Linked DNA regions of Sus scrofa: region 1 is linked to region 2. Evidence: chromatin contacts called from public HiChIP or PLAC-seq data. All regions are on one chromosome and are shown on one strand. Each heading gives the region's core, a stretch centred on a gene start, on an enhancer-like site or on the middle of the called end of the contact. The rest is flanking DNA. Distances are from core to core; before and after follow the strand shown.

The links. HiChIP or PLAC-seq counts read pairs in DNA pulled down with a chosen protein or histone mark.
Region 1: an H3K27ac HiChIP or PLAC-seq map of alveolar macrophages shows a contact between it and region 2. The contact joins two enhancer-like sites. A contact is called at or near these places in 1 of 5 promoter capture datasets (liver), 14 of 47 Hi-C or Micro-C datasets (alveolar macrophages, blood, embryonic fibroblasts and 6 more) and 2 of 2 datasets of contacts at active chromatin or transcription factors (alveolar macrophages and skeletal muscle).

The regions. Positions count from the first base shown.
Region 1 is chr1:240,900,272-240,906,031 of Sscrofa11.1, forward strand. It overlaps TGFBR1 (transforming growth factor beta receptor 1), which reads left to right. Exons shown (of 10, transcript NM_001038639.1): 6 at 4,930-5,097. Among named protein-coding and RNA genes, the nearest start is that of TGFBR1, 43 kb to the left of the region's middle. Within about 2 kb of position 3,155, at least 5 of the 83 cell types and tissues checked have an H3K27ac peak or open chromatin away from gene starts, as enhancers often do. A contact at or near this core is called in alveolar macrophages, where this site is marked.
Region 2 is chr1:240,738,301-240,744,464 of Sscrofa11.1, forward strand. All of the region lies in intron 2 of COL15A1 (collagen alpha-1(XV) chain), which reads left to right. Among named protein-coding and RNA genes, the nearest start is that of COL15A1, 23 kb to the left of the region's middle. Within about 2 kb of position 4,296, at least 17 of the 83 cell types and tissues checked have an H3K27ac peak or open chromatin away from gene starts, as enhancers often do. A contact at or near this core is called in alveolar macrophages, where this site is marked.

The sequences.
Region 1 (5,760 bases), core at 1,905-4,404, 160 kb after region 2:
TAATATTTGCTGCTTCTTTGAGTAAATATATTATAACAAAATATATTTAATCTGTTTCACAAATAAGACTACTAAACATTGTCACATTGGGTGTGAAATAGCTGTTTGTCATATAGAAAAGCCTTTAGAAAAAGGAACTTAAATATTTTCTTCACTCTTGACAACATGTTCCTAAACCTCTAGTTGTTTTATAAAGTGTAAAGAGCTTTAAAAAAATTTTTTTTAAAAGCTATGTGGTTTTGTTAATTTGGCTCTGAGAAGTCAGTTACTGAGTACAGTTGTAACATAGAAAAAAATGTATAAACCCTGGTTCCTTAGAATTTGGTGACAGGATAGGGCCTCAGATATGTTTCCTTTTAATCTCTTCCTGACCATTAGGGCATTCTAATATTTCCTAATGACCTTATTTATAGGGAGAGTAAAAATAACTTCTCAGTGTATTCCAATCTCTTGGGATGGACCAGGATGGAAGAAAAGGAATGTGTGTGTGTGTGTGTGTGTGAGTGTGTGTGTGTGTGTGTGTGTGAATGAATGACTGGGTCACTTTGAAATTGGCACAACATTGTAAATCAACTATACTTTAATAAAGAAAGAAAAAATAAAAATTGACAATGATAGTATAGTTATGTTTCATAAAAATATTCTTCATAATCTAAAGATACAAATTGAAATGTTTATGGATGAAAAGATACGTTTTCTGGGATTAGCTTCAAATAATTCTGATGGGGCAGAATAGTATGATTGGCAGTGAGATGATAATTGTTGAAGCTGGGTGATGGGGGTTCATTATTACTGTTCTCTACTTTTCTATATATTTATCATTTTCTATAAATAAAAGTTTGAAAAAACAGGTGATGTTTATTGTAAATAAGTTTGAAAATGCAGAGACACAAAAAGGAAAAATCAAAACCACCCAGGAACACCAACTGAGATTAAACACACTTAATATTTTGAAGAAATAAATATTACTGAAGAAAATGGAGAGAAAAGTAAAAAGAGAACTACAGTTCTAGCCTTTAAAAAAGACAATGGAAATTCCCATTGTGGCACAGCGGAAATGAATCCTACTAGTATGCATTAGGATGCGGGTTCAATCCCTGGCCTGGCTGAGTAGGTTAAGGATCTGGCATTGCCATGAACTGTGGTGTAGGTTCCAGATGCACCTCAGATCCGTGTTGCTATGGCTGTGGTTTAGGCTGGCAGCTGTAGCTGATTCGATCCCTAGCCTGGGAACGTCCATATGCCATAGGTGCAGTCCTAAAAAGACAAAAAATAAATAAGTAAATAAAAACGGTAGCATTTTTTAAAAAATAGCAAAGCTGGGAGATGCATATAATTTCAGGTGGGTATGATGAGAGGTGAGTTATAATACCAGCCTCTGATGAAAACTATGAGAATAGGGATTTGTGGGCACTACTATAGTAACTGAAGCCAAGAAAGTAAATGAAATATAGTCTGAAGTCATTTTTCACAGTTACCACTCATTCTCACTCTCCACTGACATAGCGTCCTCACTTCCCTCAGCATCTGTTCTTACCCCTGGCCTCAAGCACCTATGCACCACAGGCAAGAAAGTGTCCACATGGTTACCACGGGCAGGGTGGTTTTGGAGAAACCATTTTTCTACATTACTGAGTTTTCTTTATAAAAACTCACTAAAATAGATTAATCTATTTAGCCTCTAGCAAAGCACCCTAGCCATATATATATGTGTGTGTATGTATTCCCTTTACTATATTCCCATCATGGTCTATTCCAAGAGATTGGATATAGATCCCAGTGCTATACAGTAGGACCTCATTGCTTATCCATTCTAAATGTAAGTTTACACCTACTAACCCCAAACTTCCCCTCCATCCTACTCCCCCCCACCTCTCCCACCCCAGGTCCTTGGCAACCACAAGTCTATTCTCTATATCCCTGTTTCCATTTTGTACATAGGTTCCTTTGTGCTATATTTTCGATTCCACATATAAGTGATAACATATGGTATTTGGCTTTCTCTTTCTGACTTACTTCACTTAGTATGAGAATCTCTAGTTTCATCCATGTTTCTGCCAGTGGCAATGTTTCATTCTTTTTAATGGCTAAGTAGTATTCCATTATATATAGATATATATATATATATATATATATATATATATATATATATATCCCACCTCTTCTTAATCCATTCCTCTGTTGGTGGACATTATGTTGTTTCCATGACTTGGTTATTGTGAATAGTGCCTCAGTGAACATAAGGGTGCATGTATCTTTTTGAATTATGGTTTGGTTCAGATATATGCCCAGGAGTGGAATTGTTGGATACCATTGTCATTTTTTAAAATGCCATCAAGTATCTAGTTATTTTCAACATTTCTCTAGTCTTCTTTAAAAAAAAAAATTCATTTTTCACTTTAGGATGATACTTAACTTAAATCCTTAAAAATTGTTAGGATTTTTTTCTTTTTTTTTTTTCTTCTTGCAATTTATTCATTGAAGAAACCGGATTGTTTGTTCTATAAGGCTTATCATATTGTAGACTTGTTAACTGAAAAATCTTATATCTTTGAACTTGCTCCTTGTATACAATGTAAACTGGTAGTTAGAATTAGAGATTGAATCTGTTTTATTGGTTTCCTGAAAATATTATATACTTTCTACATATTATATACTTTCTATCGTTATCACATCAGAAGGCATATTAGATTATCTCCTTTTTGTGACTTATGGCTGGTGATGTATGTAAGCAGTGATTATTAATAGCTACTACCAATTTGTGTTATTTAATTTAAAAATAAATAAAAGCAGTGATCATAGTCTGACCAAGTCCTTAGTTTTCATTTTCTTCTGTCTTTAACACAGTTTGGCTTCTCTCTCAGCCCTTAAAACAACCCTTTATTATGTTCTGTAACTCTAGACGTTATTTCTTAATAGCTGCTTTCTGAAACTCTTAATTCATATGAAGGCTTTAATTCTACAAATAATAATTGCTCCCTCGAAGAACTTGCCCACATTTCTGGTTTTGAACTCCATGGTGGTGGTGACTTTCAAATCTGCATTTTGAGGCTCAACCCTCACCAGCCCCAACACTGTTTAGGCTTGTTCCAAGTTGTAAACACACTGACTGCTGTGCCCTGAACTCTTCCCTTTTGCTCAAGCAGCAGCCAAGCCGGTGCTGTCATCTGGTGGTCACCGTGGGAACTGGCAACCCTGCTGGCTCTTCCCTACCCACACCTTTCTTCTTGGTCAAGGTTAAGGGACTTTGCCTAGAATCTAGCCCCACCACCTCCATTCCCTTTTCCTTTAACTTTCTCTTCCTGATTTAGTTAATTCCACCTCAGACAATCCTTTATGTGTGTATAGCTTCTAATATATCCTTTTTCCTTCTACCGCTTTTGTCAGTTACCTCAGGAAAATCTCCCATTCTTCCATCTGACTATGTTCCTATTTATTTCTTGTATTTGTGAACCTTTCAGAATTCAGGTATAGTTAAAAAGCATGCATACCACACTCAATTGTATGTCAATAAAACTTTAAAAAAAGAAATAAAAGTAAGCATGCAGATGAAGCTAGTGATGTACCTGTATTAAGGAAAAGAAAAGGTACAAGTTTGGACAGAATCAGTTTATAATAATTTATCAAGTAACAAGTTTATAAAGAACTAGTATCCCGAATATCTAAATTCTTTTGAAAATACCTCCAGAATCTTCTGAAAACATTTCCTTCCTTAATCTCTTCTAATCAGAATCACTTTCCTTCAAGTAACAACCTTCAAAATATAGAAAATTTTTTATGTCATTTGAGAGTTTTTTCTGTTGTACAGCCAATAGAGAAGGAAATAGCACATTTTAAGTTCTTATGTGCCATGAGTTACACTAAATGCTTTAAAACATCCTATTTTAAAATCTTTGTCTTGAAAAGTAAGCTATTCTTGTTGTGTAAAAGAAGAAACAAAGGCTCAAAAGTTAAGAAACTTGTCCAAGGTCACATAGTAATAACCACACCCTGGATTCCAACCCTGGTCAGAATGACTCTAAATGTGTGTCTTTTACTGAATTGTCCTATCTACTAGTATTGTTGTAATACTTTTTTTGCTCTCATGAGTTTGTGAAATATATGGTTTTCTAGCTACTTCTAGGTTAACTTAGGCTTTTATGGACCAGCCTAGGCTAGAAGCCCAACCAGAATATTTACCGTGATTCTCGTGGGAAAATACAATTCAGATTCATGTATTAGCTTTCAAATGAATTTTTGGAAGAACTCAGATTCCTAGGTTGTTGAGGTTCAAAATCACCTTGTGTAAACTGGATTCAGTCCCAGCTTTTTCTCCTCTCAACATTTTCATTTCCTGTCCTAGCTTTCTCATGTGTCAGTGACACCATTATTTTTATACTTTTCTAACCTGGAAACCTTGGAATCATAATCGTCTTGTCTGGCTTTTCTGTGAACTGTATACATAGTCTGTCATTAAAGTTTGAATTTCTCATTTAAGCTCACTTTCAGTTTGTCCCATAATATTCCATTCCCATTGCGGCCACACTAGGTTCCAGATACTTCTCATCTTCTCCCCTCGCCCCGCCCCCCTTTCTCATTTCCCTTCCTCCTTCCAGAACAACCACTGAGCACCTAACCTGAACCAGGCATTCTTCTAGGCAGCTTCGCTACTATCTGTGTAGACTTAAAGTCACCATCTTTGAACTATGATTCTTTCTCTCTTGAATGGGATTAGTTATCTTAATCACAAGAATAGGGGGCTTACTTTAAGGATCTAAAGGATATGTACATAAAAGTATGAGACAAACTGAAAATATGAAGGAAATATATACAGATTTAAGGTACCAACATACTGCAGTCGTGTGGTTCAGGATTGAGAGGGAAAGTGAGAACTTTTAATACATCATAAATGTTCTAAACCCATCTGAAGTATTGTTATTCTACTTACAGATAATGGTACATGGACTCAGCTTTGGTTGGTGTCAGATTATCATGAACATGGATCCCTTTTTGATTACTTGAATAGATACACAGTTACTGTGGAAGGAATGATAAAACTTGCTCTGTCCACAGCAAGTGGACTTGCCCATCTTCACATGGAGATAGTTGGTACCCAAGGTAAGTCAAAGCAGTCTTGTTATTAAGCTTTAAATGTCCTTGGATCTGATGTCCACTTGGAAAAGTTTTGCAAGAAGTCAGTCTAATGGGAGATGTTTAAACTGAGTTTTTAGATGAGAATACTGAGTGAAGTAAGTCAGAAAGAGAAAGACAAATATCACATAATATCACTTATATCTGCAATCTAATATACAGCACAAATGAACCTTTCCACAGAAAAGAAAATCATGGACTTGGAGAATAGTCTTTCTGTTAAATCTTAAGAGTTAGGAATCTAGGAGTTCCCATCGTGGCACAGAGGAAACGAATCCGACTAGGAACCGTGAGGTTGTGAGGTTCCTGGCCTCGCTCAGTGGGTTAAGGATCTGGTGTTGCTATGAGCTGTGGCATAGGCTGGCAGCTACAGCTCCGATTAGACCCCTAGCCTGGGAACCTCCATATGCTGTGGGTGTGGCCCTCAAAAAAGACAAAAGACAAAAAAAAAAAAGTTAGGAATCTGGGATTTTGTTGAGAGATTCTTTAGGTATTGTAACAACACTGATATTTTTGTGTCTTAAGATTGTATAGTCTTGCTTATGATTTTTGAGGATCTTGATTTAATTCAATGAATTTTATTCTTAATTGTACAACCATCAATTACAACCTAATTTTAGAACATTTCCA
Region 2 (6,164 bases), core at 3,046-5,545:
AGTGAACTTCCTTGGAGTCCTCAGGCCCCTTAACCCCGGGGCAGGGCAAGGGGAGGCTGGGGAGGCAAGCGAAGTAGCTGTTGCTGCCCTGCTGGAAAGCATGAGCTCCTCCTGCTTGAGACAGGCTTTCCGTGGGGAAGCCACAAGCTTCCTCCTGGCTGCAGAACCCTCACCAACATGCCCAGGCCCCCTGGACTGGACCTCCCAAGCCTCTCTGCATTCTGCCAGCCTCCTTCTCCTACCTGGGGCCACTTGGTTGCCTCACCCCAAGCCCTGGGGCCCTCCTGTTGTCAATCAATGGGATCTAGTCATTCAGGGGACCTGGCCTCCCATCAGCCTGCCTGGGTAGTAGCCCATTTGCTGCGGCTGCGCTGTGATCTGACAGAAGTCCTGTCCCAGCAGGAGCCCTGCCTAAGCCCTGGGCCTGGGTCCCCGCCCCTGTAGCAGACTTCTCTGCCGCTCGGCTTCTCACGTCTCCTGCTCCATGATCGCAAACTGCTGGCCTCCGTTCAGGTCTCATGCCCCCATCTCCCGTCAGCAGCACAGTGTAGGGCAATGGATCTCAACCTGAGTTTGCGTCTTCACCCTGGAGGGGGTGTAGGCTGGTTAAAGCACAGGGTGCTGGGCCCCCTGTGTGATTTCTGATTCATTGGTCTGGAGTGGAGCCAGAGAGTTTGTATCACTAGTCAGTTCTCAGGTGATGCTGCTGCTCCAGGAACCACACTTTGGCAATCGTGGCGGTTAAGCAGACAGGCCATGGGACATGGACCCAGGCTGGGCCCACATCTTGTCTCTGCCACTTAGTAGCTGGATGACCTCGTCCCTCTGCATCTCGGTCTCTTCATGTGTAAGAGACAGGTGATCAGCGCCCCTTCCTCACCAGTTATCGTGAGTATTAAATGACTTGGTCCAGGCACTGTGCTTAGAATAGGACTTGGCATACAGTAAGCATTCCATGAATATTAGGTTCCTTGCCTGCTGTAACAACGTACCACAAGCCAGTAAAGTTTTGGAGGCCAAAATCGAGGCATCGGCAGGGCTGTGGAGGCTGCGAAGGCTCTCAAGCAGAATCCTTTGCCTCTTCCAGCTCTGGGGATGGGGATGGGGGACTGTCAACCTTCCTTGACTCATGGCTGCATCACTCCGTCTCTGCCTCCAGAATCATGCTGTCTCCTCTTCTGTCAAATCTCCCCTGTATCTTAGAAGGACACTGGATTGTTACTGGATTTAAGGCCCCCTTGGATAATCCAGGCTGATCTCTTCATCTCAAGATCCTCAGTTATACTGGCAGAAAACCCTTCTTTCATATAAAGTCATAATCACAGTTTTTAGGGATTAGGATGTGGACCTCTCTTGTTGGAGGCCATCATTCAACCCATTAAAGAGAACATGGGCCATTTTTTTTTTTTTTGGTCTTTTTAGGGCTGCACCCACAGCATATGGAGGGTCCCAGGCTAGGGGTGTGATCGGAGCTGTAGCCGCTAGCCTAAACCACAGCCACAGCAATGTGGGATTTGAGCCGCGTCTTCGACCTACACCACAGCTCACGGCCATGCAGGATCCTTGACCCACTGAGCGAAGCCAGGGATCGAACTCACAACCTCATGGTTCCTAGTCAGATTGGTTTCTGCTGCACCACGATGGGAACTTCCATAGGGAACATGGGTCATTATTTTTGTTGGTTTGCTGTTTCTTCCAGCAGCTGCAGCTGGCCTGACTGTCGCTTCCTGCTCTGGGGTCAGGAGAGAGTGAAGTGAGATGCTAAACCCATTTCCAGGTTCCAGCTCCTCTTGGTCAGCCCCATTTTATTCAGGCTGTTCCCAGGCTGGGGCAGGAAACTTCTGCTTAGGAAGTTACATTGGCCACATTATAGCTTTTCGGTGTCTTCGGCTTTCACTACTCGGAGAAAAACAACACTCTCAGCCCTTCGACACCTGTTTGGAATCTTCTGTCCATGTTAGTTGTTCCCTACACCTGAGCAGGCTACACTTGGCAAAGCATTTTCACATGCAGAACCACAGTTGACCCTCCCTGCAGCTAAGTTGAAGGAGGTCATACCACCTCATTTTGCAGGTGAGAAAACTGAGCCCGAGAGGGACCATAGCACAAACCTTCCTTTCCTGACAACTACAGACAGTAGTTCAGGGGTGAGAAAAGAAGGCTAACAGCCCTGACAATAATCACAGTAACAACAAGCCGTGCTGTATCAAATGTATGCTTTGCTGGGCCCTCTGCTTAGTATTTTATGCCTGTTATCTCAAGTCACTCTTAAAATTCTCTCCTGAACAAGGTGACATCATTCCTGTGTTATGGATGTAGACCCTGAGGCTCAGAGAGGTGAAGCGTCTTGTCCAAAGCTGCACAGCTTTTAAACGCTGAACTGGGATTTGAAGCCAGACCTGCCCGAGTCTTTCTCCCCAACGCTGAGCTGCTTGGAGAGCCTTCTCTGGTTCAGAAGCTATATCATGCCAGCTAAGATGAGATCAGTGGCTTGCCCAGTTCCCTTTCAGATCTGCTCAGCAGATACAGCTCGTGGGAGACTTCTCTCGCTGGCAGCAGAGCCCCGTTTCTGCAAGGGAGGTGCTGAGTGTTGATGCTAAGAGCAATGGGGAGGGGCAGCCGGGCAGTGGGAATAGAGAGGCTATGGTGGGGGTGGGGTCCAAGGGCAGTGAGGGCTTAGACCTTTGGGGTGTGCTGCCTGGAGTGGGGCGACCTCGGGTTGAAATGACATTCCTGGCGAAGAACAGAGTGAGACTCAACTCCTTGCATAGGACAGATGAGGGTTTAAAAATCACCAGTTCTGGGACCTGATAGCTGTGTGTCCTTGGGGAAATTATTTAACTTCTCTGTGCCTCTGTTCCCTCATCTGCAGACTGGCAAGAGTAGGAGTGGGGTTGTTGTAGAGAACCCAGGGTCTGTGACTCAGCATTGTCCAGGGAGCTGGTGCCCAGGCCACATCTGGACCAACCGAATCAACATCTCTGAGGCTGGGCCCTTGACAAAAGGATTTTTAAAAATCTCTTCCCTACCCCAGTAATTCTGTGCAGCCAGGGTAACTACTGCTCTGCAGGTTAAGTACTTGGTGCCCAGGACATAGTAAGGGCTCAACGCACACGAGCTATTGTTATACATTCCTTGTCACTTGTGGCACGGACATTGAAACTGGGCACCTACCTGTGTGTGCCAGGCTCTGTGCCAAACGCCATTATCACCTGTACAGTTAACTGTTCAGAGTTCTTGTTCAGCCATGTCTAGCATTGCTTCCAAAAGAATGAGTTAATTGAGTTCGATGCTGTGTGAAGACATGACCCAGATCTGATATTCTGAGAAGAAGGTTTTACTGACAAGGGGGAAAATCTAGAAAGTGTGCCCACATCAGAGAAACTGAAATCCTGTGTGTACGAAGTGCAGTCAGAGATCTCCAGACCATTAAAGAGGCAGCTGGAGAGGAAAGAGTGGCTACAGGCTCTCCGTGGGCCCCGGGGACACATATGCCCCTGCAGGGCCCCCACCTCAACATCGATAACATGGAAGGGTTTCTAATGGGTGGCTTTGTGTTGGTGGGTTGGTTTGGGCTGCAGAATCCTTTTCAAAGGGGGCTGTAATTGGAAACCAGTATATTGAGGAAATTAATTCTGAGTTGCTTGGGTGTGAGTGTGTGGATCTGGGCAGGTGAGTGAGCGTGAGGTTACTGTGTGAGAGAGTGTCCATGAATGAATTATAGTGCGTGTGTGCGTGTAAGTGTATGAAAGTGTCAGGGTTTGTGAGCATGGGATGAGTCTGTGTTGTTCACATGTATGAGTGCTTTTGGTGTGTGTTTGGATATATCTGTTGGAGGGGGTGTTGTGTTGTGAATAGGTGAGAGGGTGTGTATGAGTGTGTTTTTACAAGTGTGGATCTGTGGATGAGTGTGTTTGCATGCATGTGTGACTGTGTCCGGTGTGTTAGGAAGCCAAGGCGCAGGCCTCCTCCATGCCTCCCCTTCTGCTGCGGGTGGCCTCCTCCATGCCCTGTCCTGTCCTCCTTCCATCCTGAGCCCTAGGGAACAGTTTGAGGCCATCTGGTCCAGACGTCTGCCCTGACCTTGCTGCCCTGCCAGCCACGGGGTCTGTGTCCCCCTGCCCACTTCCAACAGGTGGCCACCCGTGACTCTCTGGTGCCCCTCACGTGCCCCCAGCAGGCCCCTCCTCCTTCTGGCCCGTTTTCCATGAGTTTCCCCCGCTGAGCCCCAGGCTGAGCCCTCCAGAGCTGCTGCTGGGAGTGATGACTCACTGGCGTTGATGTCAGCGGCGGGAGTCAAGGCCTCCATCAGGCTCAAAGAGCCTTTGTTCCCCAAATGGAGAAGGAAGGGCCATAAGCCCAGAGGAGTTACTACAAAGCTCTTCCCAGTGGCCCTCACGCCTGCCCACACCTGCCAGCCTTCACTGTGCCACCTGGTGCACATGGTCCTTGAGGTGGCTCTGAACCCGCGTTCCTGGAGCAGGTTTGGGGAAGGCGTCTGCAGGGCCTTGCTGCAGCGCGGCAGCAAGACCCACGGCTGGCTTCCTGAGGCTTGCATGTGGCTTTTGCACTGGAGCCAATTCTCCCTCGCCCAAGGGTTCGTGTGTGTGTGGCTGTGGGTGAGTGTGTGGGTGTGAGTGTGTGGAGGGGGCACTGCAGCCCCCAGTCACTGAATGAGGGAGTCACACCACTCTCCAGGCTCAGCTGCTCACTTCCCTGCTCTCCCTGCCAGTCTGATTATGTTAGTAATTCTTCAGTGGCTGACAGTTGGAGGGTGGCTAGGAGGGGAACTGCATTGACTGCGAGGGTGCCCGGCCTGGAGTCGGCCCTCGTTGAGTTAGGACTCACACTGGGTCCTGAGCACCCCCATCGTGTTACCCATTCTCGTGGTGACTCTGAGCTGGTGTCTATCACTGCCCTGATGTACAGGTTAGTCTACAGCTCAGAGAAGGACATTGGCTTGCCCAAGGTCACCTCCCAGTTAGTGGCAGACCCAGGGCTCAAGCCCAGGTTGATCTGATATGAAAGCCTAAGGGATTAACCCTTATCTAAGGCTGCCAACCAGGAGAGGCCGTCACTCTCTGGAAGACTCTGATTCCATAGGGCCAGGCAGGAGGGACAGACCTCTGTCTTTTTAAAGGCTCCCTGGGTAACTCTGAAGTGTCACAGGCGGGAACCTTTATCCTATGCTATGTGACCTGGTCAGATTCAAATCCTGACTCCAGTTGCTTATTATCTTCTGGCCTGGGGGGCAGTAATTAACTTTTCCATTAGTCAAGTTTCTAACCTGTAAAATGGGGGTAATAATAATGTCTACTGCATAGAGAATCAAGGGTGAAGATGCAATGGTTTGCAGAAAGCTCTTTGAATGGAGCCTATCAGCAGCAAGCCCACAGTCAGTCTTGGCTGGGGATGTTGCTGTTTCTCATCATCTTTTCGTGGGTTACCCTTCCCAGACTGTGCTGGTGCCGGGAACCGAGAGATGAGTCTGCGTGGTCCATGCCCAGGAGCCTACATCTAGTCATATCGGAGAAGGAAGGGAACTAACCACCAGAAGGCAGAGATGACGGTGGAGGGATGGGTAGGGACTGTGGGGACACAGAGGTGCTCATCTGTGCTGGGGAGAGCCGCAGGGGAAGCCTGGGAGGCAGGGGGCTATCCTAGAAATGCACTGGCATTTCAGGCGAGTTACTTCCTCTCTCTAGGGCTTGATGCCCTCCACTGCCAAAGGCAAGAATGATCACTGCTTTGCCTCTGCTCTGGTGGAGGGAACAGGTGAAAGGATGCTTCAGAAGCTGGAGAGGGTGCTGGTGGGTGCACACTTCTTCCTGCTGGGACTCCCAGCTGCACCCAGCTCTTCCCAGCTGTGCCCAGCTCTTCCCAGTTGCGCCCAGCTCCTTCCAGCTGCCGGATCAGGCAACCAACTTGCAGGGCCCACACCTTGCCAGGACTTTGACCACCTCCAGACCCCTTCAAAACCATCCTTTTTTCAGTAAAGGCCAGAGGCCTACGAAAGAGAGAGAGAGAGAGAGAGGGTGCTCACACAGTAACTGCATTGAGCAGGAAAATTCCTGCGCTATATATGAAAACCGGAAAAGGGAAAGAGGCGTTCTAAGTTTACATGTAGAAAAATGCTCTTCTGTAATTCAGAAAAATGAGGTCTT